2 separate regions of the Mus musculus genome follow, and region 1 is linked to region 2. Evidence: chromatin contacts called from public HiChIP or PLAC-seq data. All regions are on one chromosome and are shown on one strand. The core of a region is the stretch at or near the end of the contact, and the rest is flanking DNA. Distances in the headings are between cores, read along the strand shown.

Region 1 (6,329 bases), core at 1,124-3,623, 520 kb before region 2:
TGAGGGCAGACATTTTGTACAGCTGCAAAGATTCCGTAACTGTCCATAATTTTTCCTGGACTTTTTTTTTTTTAACCAAAATGAAAATTAGGATTCATGAAGCAAAATCAGAATGGGAATCTCAACCACAAACTTGCAAAAATGAAAACTACTAACACTCACTTAGCTTAATGAGATGTGGCGTTATTGTTGCATTAAATACTTTTAATCGGCCTTGACCCTCACAGAATCAAGACCTGCTTAGTAGCCAATGGTACTACAGAAAAGAGGAAAATAGAAGTAGCTGAGAACTATCACCCTTATTTAAAACTGTTTCTTGATTATTTAGTATGAATGATGAAGAATTTCAATCCCAATTTAATTTAATAATCCCCGTGATCCCATTCTCCATTATTTTCTATAGCCTGGCTCTGATTCATGATTAAATCAACTCCGTGGTTCTGATGGTAAAGATAAGCTGTAGCTAGTTATAAAGTAAAACATTAGATGGCACTTTACTCTCATTTCTATTGTTAGGTCATAGTTTTGATCTCGTAAGATTTTAAACATAGTCACACAGGGTAAGGCAGAATTGGGCAAATTGGAGCAGTGAACTCATATTTGTAATTGGCTTTTCCAATTTTAAGTCAATAAGAAAAATATTTAATATGAGAATAGCTCACATGCTTAAAGACATGATGACAGTCCTCGGTCTCATGTATGGAAGTACAAGTTTGACTCACAGAGAGTTACAGTAAGCTATCCGAACTTTAATTTTCCCAAAGTTTGTAAAAAATTGACTTCATGTACTAGTGGCTTAGACCACAACTTTCAGAACTGTAAATTCTAGCAGTCCATCTTGATATTTGTATAATTTTGACACAAAAATCCTAATGAACGTTACCATTCCTAAGATGTATAAATTTTCAAACATTTGCATGAACGTAGCTCATGACAAAGCATCTCTTTATTTGTCAATCTCTATATTTGTCAATATATTTGTTACATACTAGGCTGTCCCCCATCCCAAATAATGAGTATAACCTTGAATCCAGGGCCTGCACTGCTATAAAGCCTCTATAGGATTTTCCAGTGGCACCAATAATTGATATTTACTTTCTTAATTTCTGTCTGCTTTTAAAATGTGCACCACGAGTTCAACTTTTCTTCTAAGATTTTATGTCAAAATAATGTCAGTATCTCACAGTTTGCCATTCCAAAAACATACTTAGAACATAGTACTTTTAACTGTAAAAATGAATATAAAGATAATGATTTGAGTCAAGAATTTATCCAAAAGAGCGTCTGAGTATAGCTCAGTGGTCAAATCTGTGCTTAGCACACGTTAGGCCTTGGGTTCAAGCCTTAGCACCACAACATCCCTAAAATGAGCTTGACAACAACAAAAAAATTATGGGTGCCTACCAAAGTAGATACCCACTTTCAAAGCATATATAACTAACTTCATTGAACTATATATTATGTATATACATATGTATATACATATATACATACATATCTCATCTTCTATTTCCAGTATTATTGTTAGAAAAAGTATGAATAAACATCAAGGAAAATATTTTTCATTTCTTATCATTCATTTACAATATATCAAAAAATCTTGATAATTAATATTTCCATAAAATTGAAAATGCATGCAGATAATACTAATAAATATCATGTATACATATGACATAATAATGATTTACATAAGGAATGGGGAAAATAAATATGACATTCTATCTTCCTATCTCAATTCAATTGTTATGCTACTATTTTAAGGTACTTTTTTAAAAAACAAAGCTGTGTAAGTGAATGACAATTCTTTTGGATTTTTATGATTAAATGAGAGAATCAGATCAACTAATTTACACTAAAGAATAATCATGCAGTTATTTAATGTTAAACATTTTCAATATTTTCAGCTAGTTTGGATAGGCTAGGAAGGGTAAAATACAAAGCCAGAGCTGAGGCAGAGGCTTACAATGCCTCTAGTGATTTCTGTCCCGGCCCTTCCTCTGCACATGGTCAATTAGAATTGAAAATCCTGTGCTGATTTCATTCGCTGGAATTTTTAAGCAGGTCAGGAAGAAAGATGTTATTGAAAGGAAGAGTCTCATCTAAATAAGAAAGGAGCGTGTGGCCATCTGGTCTTAGCTATACGTATAAAAAGTTATTTCAGCTGAACTAAGGGTTGGTGTTTTAAAAGATGTGCCAAAAATCAACCCAAAATTCATTTATTTGTTTTATATATATATATATATATATATATATATATATCCTAAATGTTTCTGTTTAAACTTCCAAATATGCATTTGGTTCATTTCCTATCTGTGATTCATGAGTCGGTCTGACCCCAGTGTCTCCCTGGGCCTGAGTAGGTTGCAAGCAGAGGGCCAGTCCATCACTTTCCATACTCTCTGCCATCACGAGGGCATCTAACAAAACAGTGGCTCTTTTGTAAGTTATAAAAATCACTTTGATAGTATTCATTCCAATTAATCTTGAGTTCAGCACGCGTTCAGAGTGGAGGTAGGAGATTTGGAGCATAGAGCAGCTGAACCAGTTCCCCTTCTTAGCTATTGCGACCAGAGTTTCCTTCCATCTCTGAACACTGCTTGGGCATCTGTGCACAATAATTTCAGGCCTTTAACCTACAGGGTAAGCTTTAAAAAACACAATCTTTTTCTTCATGAGAGATTACGACCACAGAGTGTACTTTCAGGAATCAACTGGGTGCTCAGAAACACAGTCTAGTTCTGTAGTAATTATTGTTCTGTTCTTCAAATTTGGATTGAAGTTTTTGAGTTAGGAAAGTAGTAGGGTGTGTAGTATCTATAATAATATCTCACCCACTTTACTCAGTACCTGAGCATGATTCTCACTTAGAAGAATCATAACCAGTGGATCTTGCTACCCAAGTTTCATTGTATTAAAGTACAGTCACACTCTACGTTTCAAACCCTCTTGTACAATAACAAAAATAAATTGTGACCACAATCCTATATTCTAGTGTGCATGTTAAATATCACCCACACCTGGTCACAACCCTCAGCTGATGCTGAGGAGCCAGTAAAATCTACAACAAAAAGACTTGGAGTAAGAATATTCTGTGATCACCAAGGCTCTTGATGCATCCCTGACATGAAAGGACATGGGTTGTTTTCTGTTTGGGTACATCTATCTCCTGTTTGTTCTGCTATTTCCAATAAACCATTACCATTGTGTAAGGAGAACAAACTATAGGAAATTGTTTGCTCACAGTTATGTTCTGAAACACCATTTGTTCTTGAACTGGCCTTACGTCGTCCAGCTATTTCAATCAAGTCCATTATCTTCTTGTCTTTGAAAGATGCCTTTCTAGTAACCTGTATCCCCAGAGGGCCAGGTCAGGTCTGCCTTTTAGAAAGTAGGGTGGAATCAAAAACAGCTTGTTCATTTTCTCTCTTGGAGAAAGAAATTAAATTATTTTTCATCAGGCCAGAACTTCAGTGTGTGTTGGGAGGGAACCTTTACACGAAAATAGAAAGTCATGCCTTAGAAAAAGTTATTTACTTGTTTACATTGGAGTGTTACGCCACAGAAATACCAGTCAACTTATATAATTTTTGTAAGTACAAAATGTGTTAATTCTTCAACTGTATGCTTTTCTGGACAATAATCAAATGAAGCAGTAATTTTTTATTCTCTTGCTTTAAAACAATCACATAATACATTGGCAAATAAATCCGTTGTTCTGTTGATCCTTTACTGCAATTGTTCACAGACACAGGCTTTCAAAATCTTTTCTAAATTAGAAGTACAAAGAATGAATTTCAACGCTTACAAAACTGAATATCAAATGCCAGGCATGTCTGAGCTAGCAAACATATCATAATTCCTACATTATTAATAAGTTACATATAAAAACTTGATAAGGTGTAGAATGCATGTGGAATTTTTCTCCATCTCTATCTCAAATTACAGGGTGGCAAAAGAAATTATCTTTCTTCCATTCGACATAAGAAAAATAAAATAATACCATATGTATGTTAATAAAGATCTGAGGACTTGATTGGTAGGTGACTCTTTAGGGAAGACCCCCAAAGTAGAGATGAAAAATATAGAGTGAACAACTGCACAAACACTGAATCCAAGTTCCAGCTAATCCAGAGACATACGCACAAAGGCACAAAATGGGCATCGCTTCAAAATCATTTGTATAAATGATTCTTTCCTTGAGGAATTTTAATAGTAAAAATCAATTAAAAGTAATCGCAAATGACAAATACCAATTCATAATGACTATTACTTTTGTAAAATTTTGAGCCAAATTATTTTAAAACGCTTTTCATTTCATCTATTCATATTGAAATCTAGCCACATGTATAATCAGCATGTTAATAAGGCGTACTAGAAGCACAGAACTCTGGCTACATGACTATATCATGATAAGCACACCCATACTGCCCCGTAAACACATCTGAGAGAGAGAGAGAGAGAGAGAGAGAGAGAGAGAGAGAGAGAGAGAGAGAACTCTGAATAAAAGACTGCTTTCCTATGTCTGTTGGTTAACCCCGCAAACACTTGAACTTCCTATGGGCACACACCCAGCAGACGCTGGCGTCTAGGTGATTGAAAATGTTGCCCACAAAGGCAAAATTTTATCTGTGATGACATCACCAACTAACCTGGCTTCGTTGTGATAGAGTGATGTGTTTTTCTGGCTCATGTGTGCGCCTTAAGTGTGTGGGAGACAGAGAATGAGAAAAAGACACAGAGGCAAAAAGAACGATGCTTACAGAACTGCAGCCTCAGAAACCCTCTGCAGCCCTCTCAGCAAGGCTTGTAAGAACCTTCCCACAGACCTCAGACTTCCCCCCCACCCCGATCTTATATAGCTTAAGTTTGTTCAAAAATGCATTCCCCACACCAGTGAATTCTGTTTCGTTTAGTTAACACACTGTAAATCCTCAAATATTCTGCCAGGATCCGTGGAGATGGGATTTCCACACCAAATGAGGCGTGTGCTTCTATGCGAAATGGTGCAGGAGTTGCAGTGTCCCTGGAGACCTGCCTTCGAGTGCTTGAGACATCTCGGTTTTAAAGGCAATGAAAGGGTTAAAAATTGAGTCTGTCTAGGGTAGGAGAAAGGGGATATTGTTGTCTTTAATCTTTCCGCAGTATGTGTACGACTTCCATCCCGGATCTGCACATAGTGGTGGAAAGGCTCGGCATGCATTGCGTGCAAGCTCCTTGATTGTAGAAGGGGGGTGGGGGGGGGGGGGACCTGGCTGGAGTCCAGACAGGCTGGAGCTCTGTTGATCATTATGTCTAGCCTTCAGGTGTCTCAGCGCACAGTGGGCGGCAGTGGGGGAGGTGTAGATAACATGAGAGAGCAGACAAAGAAAAACTGGTGTATTTTTAAAAGATTATGTGAAATTCTGTGCTCAAGCCTCCTTTAAAAAAAAATGATTCCTAATGTCTTGGACTTTCATAATTACAGCACCGGCTCGGCTCTGGCACCTCTCTAAGCCGTAATTAGTTCTGTCTGGAGCCTCTGAATAATTCCTTTCAATAATTGATGGAGTTAATATTCTCTTTTAAAAATGGGGAGGGCAGTGTGTTCTTATAAACTCTCTTTCTGTCAGAGTCTTTGTTGTTCAGAATCTTCATCAGTCATAATCACACTGATCTGATTTGCAGTTTCATTTCTTATGAGACCAAACATAACTTTTTAAGGATTTAGATGATTCTAGAAGGAAAGACACAATCCAGCATTGCTGGATTACCCTAGTTGACTATGAAAAGAAAGCAGTAACAGGAACAATTTCTACCATTTGTTTCCAATTGTTTTTTTTTTTTTTAAATGCTGCTTTGAATGTCACTTCTGTTTAAAACTCCATCAAAAAAAAATCTTACCATAAATACAACTTAGATGTTAGCTATAGCCTTGCCTCCTCCCGCAGGAAGACATTCTAAATTATTTTATTCTTTGAGGATTCTTCTATGAAGAAGCTTCGGCATGCTTCCTCCCCACCCCCCACATCCTCACCCCACCCTATTAGGAATTTTAAAAAAATCTTTATATGGAGGCCTGGCTCCTAAGACAGAAAGCTGTCTTTTCCTTCTCCACACTGGCCACTTTCAGCTGCCGTCACTCGTGCCCGGACCTCGTTTCACATTTTGTGGACAAAAAAAAAAAAACAAAAAACAAACAAAAAAAAAAACAAAAAAAAAAACAAACAAAAAACAGTTCAGTCTCTGTCATTATTGTAAAATTTAAAACACTTCAAAAATGAATCAAAAGAAAGCCCTGGCTTGAAGCCATTGTTCAGATTTAAGAGCTATTTTGCCTCCAAGTGTCTTTA
Region 2 (7,011 bases), core at 3,450-5,949:
GGTCCCTAAGAAGTTATCCATGCTCCAGGAGATGTCCCTACACCCCCACCCCACCCCCATCCCATCCCCACATGCACATGTAGTCGACACTGAGTAGACCCATGTACTTGTTAAAACAGCAAATGAAATTGAGAGTAAAGCATTGTGGGGGAACAAAGAAATCAGATGAGAGGAATGTCATGGGGTTGGGTTTGATTCAAACACATTACAAGTATTTATCAAGTTCTCAAATCATTTTTTAAATCATCACAAAGAAGGTTTGTAACATAACATCATGCTTAATAAGGGTGCAATGCCTCCCTCCTAGTTCTTAAAACTAGGCAATGATATCCCTTACTACGTTTACTAAATATCATAAGAGAAGTCTAAAATGTAATGTAAGAAAACAATCTGGATGACATTGGTCAATCCAATGAGTTTGGTGATTTGTTATTTATTAAAACTGAAAACATCTGTTGTGTCTAGTGCATTCTTAGAAGAATAAAAAGATAAAGACATTATGTGAAAATACTTGTAAAACATGCATGTTTTAAATAACTTATATCTCAAATATACAAAATCATTTAAAACTCAACAATACAAAAGCAAGCAGATTTTAAATTACATTTAAAAAATCTGAATAGATACTTCAAAAAAGATATACCACTGTTACATATGGATAAGAAAAACTGCTCAAGACAGATGATATTGAGGCTGTCAAAGCACAGCAACAGTGAGGCACTAACTGTAAACCTTTTAGAAGGATGAAAACAAACAAGGACAACAATAAACATCTCACAGTGCTGGTGACAATAAGGGACACCAGGAACACTCACTCACTCCTGATGGCCACACTATGCTTTAAGCATTGGATCATTTCTCAGTAAAGCTACAGTGGTAGACAGGACAGCAATAGCATTCCTAGGAATTTACCCTTTTGAGTCTAATAAAGATCCACAAAGAAGCCCTGGGCACGAGCGTTTTTACCGGCTTTACTCATAATTGCCACACACTGGATTCAAGGAAGAGGTTCTTCAGGAGAATGGACATGTAAACTGTACCACATCTATGTGACAGCCATTATTCACCAGTAAAATGAATTGAGCTACCAGGCCATGAGAATATGCAGCAGGAACACTATTACAGGAACAAAGCCTTGTGGGAAATTTGTATGTAGACTCCCAAGTATAAAATAAAAATGATGAGTGGATTCTCACATACACAGCAACAGCAAAAGCAGATTCAGCAATTATTATATATTCATGCGTAGATACACACATATGTATGTACCATATATTACATATCATATATATGTATATATGCATGTATAGGTGTGTGCATATACATATATATGTAGTATTAATCAGAGAAGAGGAGGCTATCAATGTTGGAGTCGGGGAACATAGGAAAGTTTTGATGGAGGGGAGGCAAGAGAGAGAGGATAGAGGAAAGAGAAGTGAAGTAATTCTATTTCTATTGAAAACATAATTTTTAAGATAGATAAGTGGTTTCCATGGGTCTGGCAGACAGGATGGTGAAAGAAGAGGTGAGCACAGGACCGTTGAGAGCACTGACTACTCTCTATGCTGTCACACTGAGGGAGCGTGGACACTGCTTAGTTATTAAAACCCAAAAATCTAAACAAGGAAAAAAATCTATGGATATTTATCATAACATAACAATATCAATTATAACAAGTGTGACATTGATGCTTGGTATTACTAAAAGAAGAAACTTTATTCAGGAAGCGAGCTCTCTATGTATCGGTTCTCCTTTCCTTTCCTTTCCTTTCCTTTCCTTTCCTTTCCTTTCCTTTCCTTTCCTTTCCTTTCCTTTCCTAAAACTGTTTCTAAAAAACATTCTATTATGAGTAAATAAACAAATGATTGAGATGGAGCTAAGCATGACTGCAGTTGTCTTTAATCCCAGTGTTTGAATGGCTGAGGCACTGTAAGAAATGTTCTGCGTGTCAAGATAACCTTAAATCAATCCAAAAGTGTTCAATTAGTTTCAAAAGTCCTCAGGAGACAAAGTGAAGTGGCTTTCACTAGCAAAATTTATTTAATTTGCTCATCAATAACGATAATAACTGCAGTGTACTGAAACATATTAGCATGTTTGTTTCCATGAAAGTATTACAATATAAACAAAGCAACAGCCTAATGAGTCATTCTCTGAAGCTAATATATGCATAATGCAACTGTATATATAATATGTAGCATGTGTAACCCTAGTGTATATATTGTTCATTGAAAAGGAGTGAGTAAAATCAAACCTTTATCCTGCCTTTCTCATACTAATGTACTATTGCTTACTCTAAGGTCAAAGGGAATTTGGATGAGGAAGGATAGACAGAATTAAAACATTATCATTTTACTGAACAAGTTACATATAGGAATATATGCATATACTTACAAATCTGTGTTTGCAATAATAGTTATTGGAGAATAAAGGGCCATGAATTTGAAGGAGAGAGGGGAAGCTTTTATGGAAGAGTATGGAGGAAAGAAAAAGAAGGGAGAAATGTAATTAATGTTTTAAAAAGAAAAATAACCATTTTACTCTCCCAGTAAATTACTTGCTGTAACCATTGAGTAGCTATGTCTGGTAATATCACCAAGAGAGAGACAATCAGATATGTTTTGCCTTCTAGTAGAATAGCCTATCTGTAAGTTGGTCTTGGAAAAACCAAATCAAGCATAAATCTGATCAAAACTCTTGGCCTAACTACTGATACACAAACAAAATCCAAATATATACTACATAGAAGGAAGGAAAAACTGCTCAAACACATGAAATGACAGAGCTTTCTTTTCAACAAGAAGAAGAAGCAGAAAATAAAAGAGAATGAAAGAAAAAGAAAAGTAGAAAAGAAACAAAATATAAAAGAAATTCTATTCTAAGTTTCTGGGCTAATATTCACTGGATATTAGCCCAGAAACTTAGAATATCCAAGATACAAGATACAAAGCACATGAAACTCAAGAAGAACCAAGACCAAAGTGTGGACACTTTGCCCCTTCTTAGAACTGGGAACAAAACACCCATGGAAGGAGTTACAGAGAAAAAGTTTGGAGCTGAGATAAAAGAATGAACCATCTAGAGACTACCATATCCGGGGATCCATCCCATAAACAGCTGCCAAACGCAGACACCATTGCATACACTAGCAAGAATTTGCTGAAAGGACCCTGATATAGCTGTCTCTTGTGAGACTATGCCAGGGCCTAGCAAACACAGAAGTGGATGCTCACAGGCAGCTATTGGATGGATCACAGGGCCCCCAATGGAGGAGCTAGAGAAAGTATCCAAGGAGCTAAAGTGATCTGCAACCCTATAGGTGGAACAACAAAATGAACTAACCAGTACCCCTGGAGCTCATGTCTCTAGCTGCATATGTATCAGAAGATGGCCTAGTCAGCTATCAGTGGAAAGGAAGGCCCATTGGTCATGCAAACTTTATATGCCCCAGTACAGGGGAACGCCAGGGCCAAGAAGTGGGAGTGGGTGTGGGTAGGGGAGTGGGGGGGGGGGTATGGGGGACTTTTGGGATAGTATTGGAAATGTAAATGAAGAAAATACCTAATAAAAAAATTAAAAAAAAAGAAATTCTAAAAATCTGTTGCTTTAAATGGGCCCACTTAAATACTGATTTAAGTAAAATATAAAATAAATCCAAAAATGTCATTTATGAAAAACTGACTTACATGAGTCTTGGCTATTTGACACACGGAGAAATTATTCTTGATTGGGATTTAATTGATTTTTTTTATATTAATAAATAAAATTCTTATAAAGATATACCTAAACTTGGGGAGATGAAGCAAGATGATATCTGGCACCTGCTTCAAAACGTCAGACCGAAATTGGATGTGCCTTGAGCAGCAGGAAACACAAAGTGAAAGAACTGAGAAGTGCCAATCAAGTGGTAGGTCCACAGGACTTTATTATTCTATTCCCATTCATGTCTAGAACTCTTGACAGTTAATTGTTTGTTTGCCTTTCTCTACTTTCTGGTGGCCATTTTGTTCTGTTCTCCAAGATCACTGCTACAGATACCAGTGGAGTAATATCATCGGACACTTTGAAATGTTCTCCTAATGGAATTGGAGACTTGCATACCCATAAAACACCTCACTTCCCTCTTAGCCTGGCTCACATCAGTCCAACTGAGGCAAGGGACAAGGGACAATGCACTGGGGCAAGAGCAGCTGGGCTCTGGCAAAGGGTTCAGGGGAAAAAGAGCAAGAGGGAGTGGTGATTCTCCAGGAACCTCTCCTTGGGGTGTGGGGGAAAGAGAGAGAGAGAGAGAGAGAGAGAGAGAGAGAGAGAGAGAGAGAGAGAGAGAGAGAGAGAGAGAGAGAGAACAAAATCATTCACTCGTAATTTAATACACTAGTTTGACGTTTTTCTCTCTACTCTCCTAAACTCTGTGGCTGATATTTACTATGTGATCTTTGTAAAGATAAATATGTCTAAAATTGTTAAATGTTCTAATCCATTACCCTAGCCTGAGATTCAGGGTTTATTACTATGACTATGTCTTTTCTTTCTCTTCACGCAGTGGATACTCCGCTGCAGAATAATTTCTGCAGTGCAGCAAGGGCTCACAATGAAAAGCCCAAACACCGAAGGCTTCACTCTTGCATCCTTTCCCCCTTCCTTCTTCTGCATCCTTTTTTTTTTTTTAAGAAATCCCCTCCCATCTGAGGACTTACAAGGCCATTTGTCCCAGGGTGCTTTGCATAATAATGGGTCCCTTCAGTTTCCAGGCTTACAAAGACTCCAGTTGCTGAGGGAACCAGCCAGCAACAGCAACAACAAAAAAGAAAATTGCCCGTTTTTTTTCACTGAAACTGCTCTTATTCTTCATCTAATTTTTCAAGCAATTTTATCTTTTTAAATGTAAATACTTGTAAGGATTCAGAAAAGCCATCCAGTTATTAACATTTCAGGTGTAATTATTGCTCTTCAATCTCTACCTTCTCCGTGGAGCAGTCTTCTTTAGAAGAAGTATTATTACTATGCTCCTTCTTGTGTGGGCCCCCAGACATCTTCAAATAAATGTCTGTAGGTGGGACTCTCTGATTACAAAGGCTGAGTGAAATTAATGTTATTAATGTACCAAGGTGTGAGGTAGAAACTGCAACTCTCTTTCCCTAAAGAACTCTGCTGATTGCCAGTTGGAAGCTACAGATCTGCCCAAAGTGGCACTGGGATGCCTTTTACCAGATCTGGCGCTATGAAGAAAATGGGCAACATTTGTGCATTGTGGAATTGCAGAACTGTGGAGCAGCTTAACAGAGCTAATGATAGCTGCAGAGCTGTGGTGGCCAGAATCATGAGACCTGGTACATATCTGCATTTCTTTCTTCTTCTTTCTTCCTTCCTTTCTTCCTTCCTTCCTTCCTTCCTTCCTTCCTTCCTTCCTTTCTTTCTTTCTTTCTTTCTTTCTTTCTTTCTTTCTTTCTTTCTTTCTTTCTTCCTTCCTTCCTTCCTTCCTTTCTTCCTTTCTTTCTTTCTTTCTTTCTTTCTTTCTTTCTCTTCTTCTTCTTCTTCTTCTTCTTCTTCTTCTTCTTCTTCTTCTTCTTCTTCTTCTTCTTCTCCTTCTCCTTCTCCTTCTCCTTCTCCTTCTCCTTCTTTTTCTTCTTCTTCTCCTCCTCCTCCTTCTTCTCCTCTTCCTCCTCCTCCTTCTTCCTCTTCTTCCTCTACTCTTCTCTTCCTTCTCCTTCCCCCTCATTCTCCTCACCCTTCCCCTTCCCCTCCCCCTTTCTCCCCATCCCAGTGCCCCCACCCTCCTCCTCCTCCTTTTTTCCTCCAAAACACTTTTAGGAAAAAAGAAAAATGTGGCTAGGAGCTCAGCCTCTTAGTTGCTGCCATTGAAAACCTTGCCTCATAAAGAAAGCTTCCAAGAAATTACCAAATGCTTTCTGTTTCTTCTACACTCCACTTATAGGTAGGACAGATCTATAAAGTGACCTTCCAAGGGCTTTTTGACACATTGTCTAAAGCCCTTCAGAAGATGCAACCTTTGGGGTGCAAGTGATTGTTGACAGGTAGCAACTTAGGAGTTAAAATTCCAGGAGTATTTCTAGTTCTCCCAGCTTAGCCAAATTTAGAAAACTTGAATCAGTGAAGTACGTTCATCCCACATCATTCATTCATTCATCCATTCATTTATTCACTGTATGGATCGGTCCAGAGAATTTACTGAGCATCTATTACGTGGTATAATCACTATGTTAAGTGTTGGTCATATAAAAGGAAAAAATCATCCTGACAATTCAGTCTAGGGAGGATTCAGCGGTGCTTCTGACAGTCAGGGAAAAATAAAAAGTATTTCTTGGCAGATTTTACAGAAGGGGGCTACAGATATCCCTGACCCATAAAGAATAAGTACTCAATGAAAAGAAATCGTTTTTATGATGTGTTCTTTATGGTGCCAATGAGGCCTCTCCCTTACCCCCTACAAAAAGTCAAGTAATAAAACCAAGGTTGTAGGCTTTGATCTTCTGAGTCAAGAAATCCTATCTCCAAAAAGCCCCTGTTAACCGGGAAGGAAGTTCCCTCGTTTGCTTTTACAGGACTCTCCTGTTCCACCCCTCAACTGGTGTGAATGAAGGGATCTTATTCCGTGCGGAGGGTATGTAAGTCGTGCTGTCGAGTCCATGCCGAGTAATAGTGCATGTCGAGTAATAATAGCAAAGACTTCACTGCTTTCAGGCAGATTATGGTAGCAACTTCTGAACTCTGGTGTGTGTAAAAAGCGTGCACAACTTAAAACTCTCTTCATGTGTCAGTAATCATGCCAGATAACTTCCAAACACTGCTCTTATCAGAGATCAGCTTAAAGACTGGCATAAATCAAAATGTCTTGGTGCTACCAGATATGCCAAAGTACACATGGTCCAGGTTATCTGGTGGAGTTTTAGAATCCTAATGACTTCCACCTAGCCTTCACCTACTGAGGTCACTTTCTCACACACATTTGCCTTCTTCGGCCACCTGTTTTCTCTTGCCCTTGTCAATTAC

Evidence for each region. HiChIP or PLAC-seq counts read pairs in DNA pulled down with a chosen protein or histone mark.
Region 1: a contact with region 2 is called in an H3K4me3 HiChIP or PLAC-seq map of neural progenitor cells, with 6 times the contacts expected there. The contact joins two enhancer-like sites. A contact is called at or near these places in 7 of 39 promoter capture datasets (the HPC-7 cell line, cranial neural crest, frontonasal cranial neural crest and 4 more), 3 of 484 Hi-C or Micro-C datasets (nephron progenitors, neural progenitor cells and stem cell-derived motor neurons) and 18 of 115 datasets of contacts at active chromatin or transcription factors (the 230-238 cell line, the SCID.adh cell line, astrocytes and 14 more).

The regions. Positions count from the first base shown.
Region 1 is chr1:137,899,230-137,905,558 of GRCm38.p6, reverse strand. It overlaps Gm4258 (a long non-coding RNA gene), which reads right to left. Exons shown (of 3, transcript XR_003948014.1): 2 at 1-6,131. Among named protein-coding and RNA genes, the nearest start is that of Gm4258, 3.9 kb to the right of the region's middle. Within about 2 kb of position 2,373, at least 33 of the 459 cell types and tissues checked have an H3K27ac peak or open chromatin away from gene starts, as enhancers often do. A contact at or near this core is called in neural progenitor cells and neural stem cells, where this site is marked.
Region 2 is chr1:137,376,464-137,383,474 of GRCm38.p6, reverse strand. No RefSeq gene overlaps it. Among named protein-coding and RNA genes, the nearest start is that of Gm34244, 26 kb to the right of the region's middle. RefSeq lists an enhancer at 3,993-5,322. Within about 2 kb of position 4,699, at least 40 of the 459 cell types and tissues checked have an H3K27ac peak or open chromatin away from gene starts, as enhancers often do. A contact at or near this core is called in neural progenitor cells and neural stem cells, where this site is marked.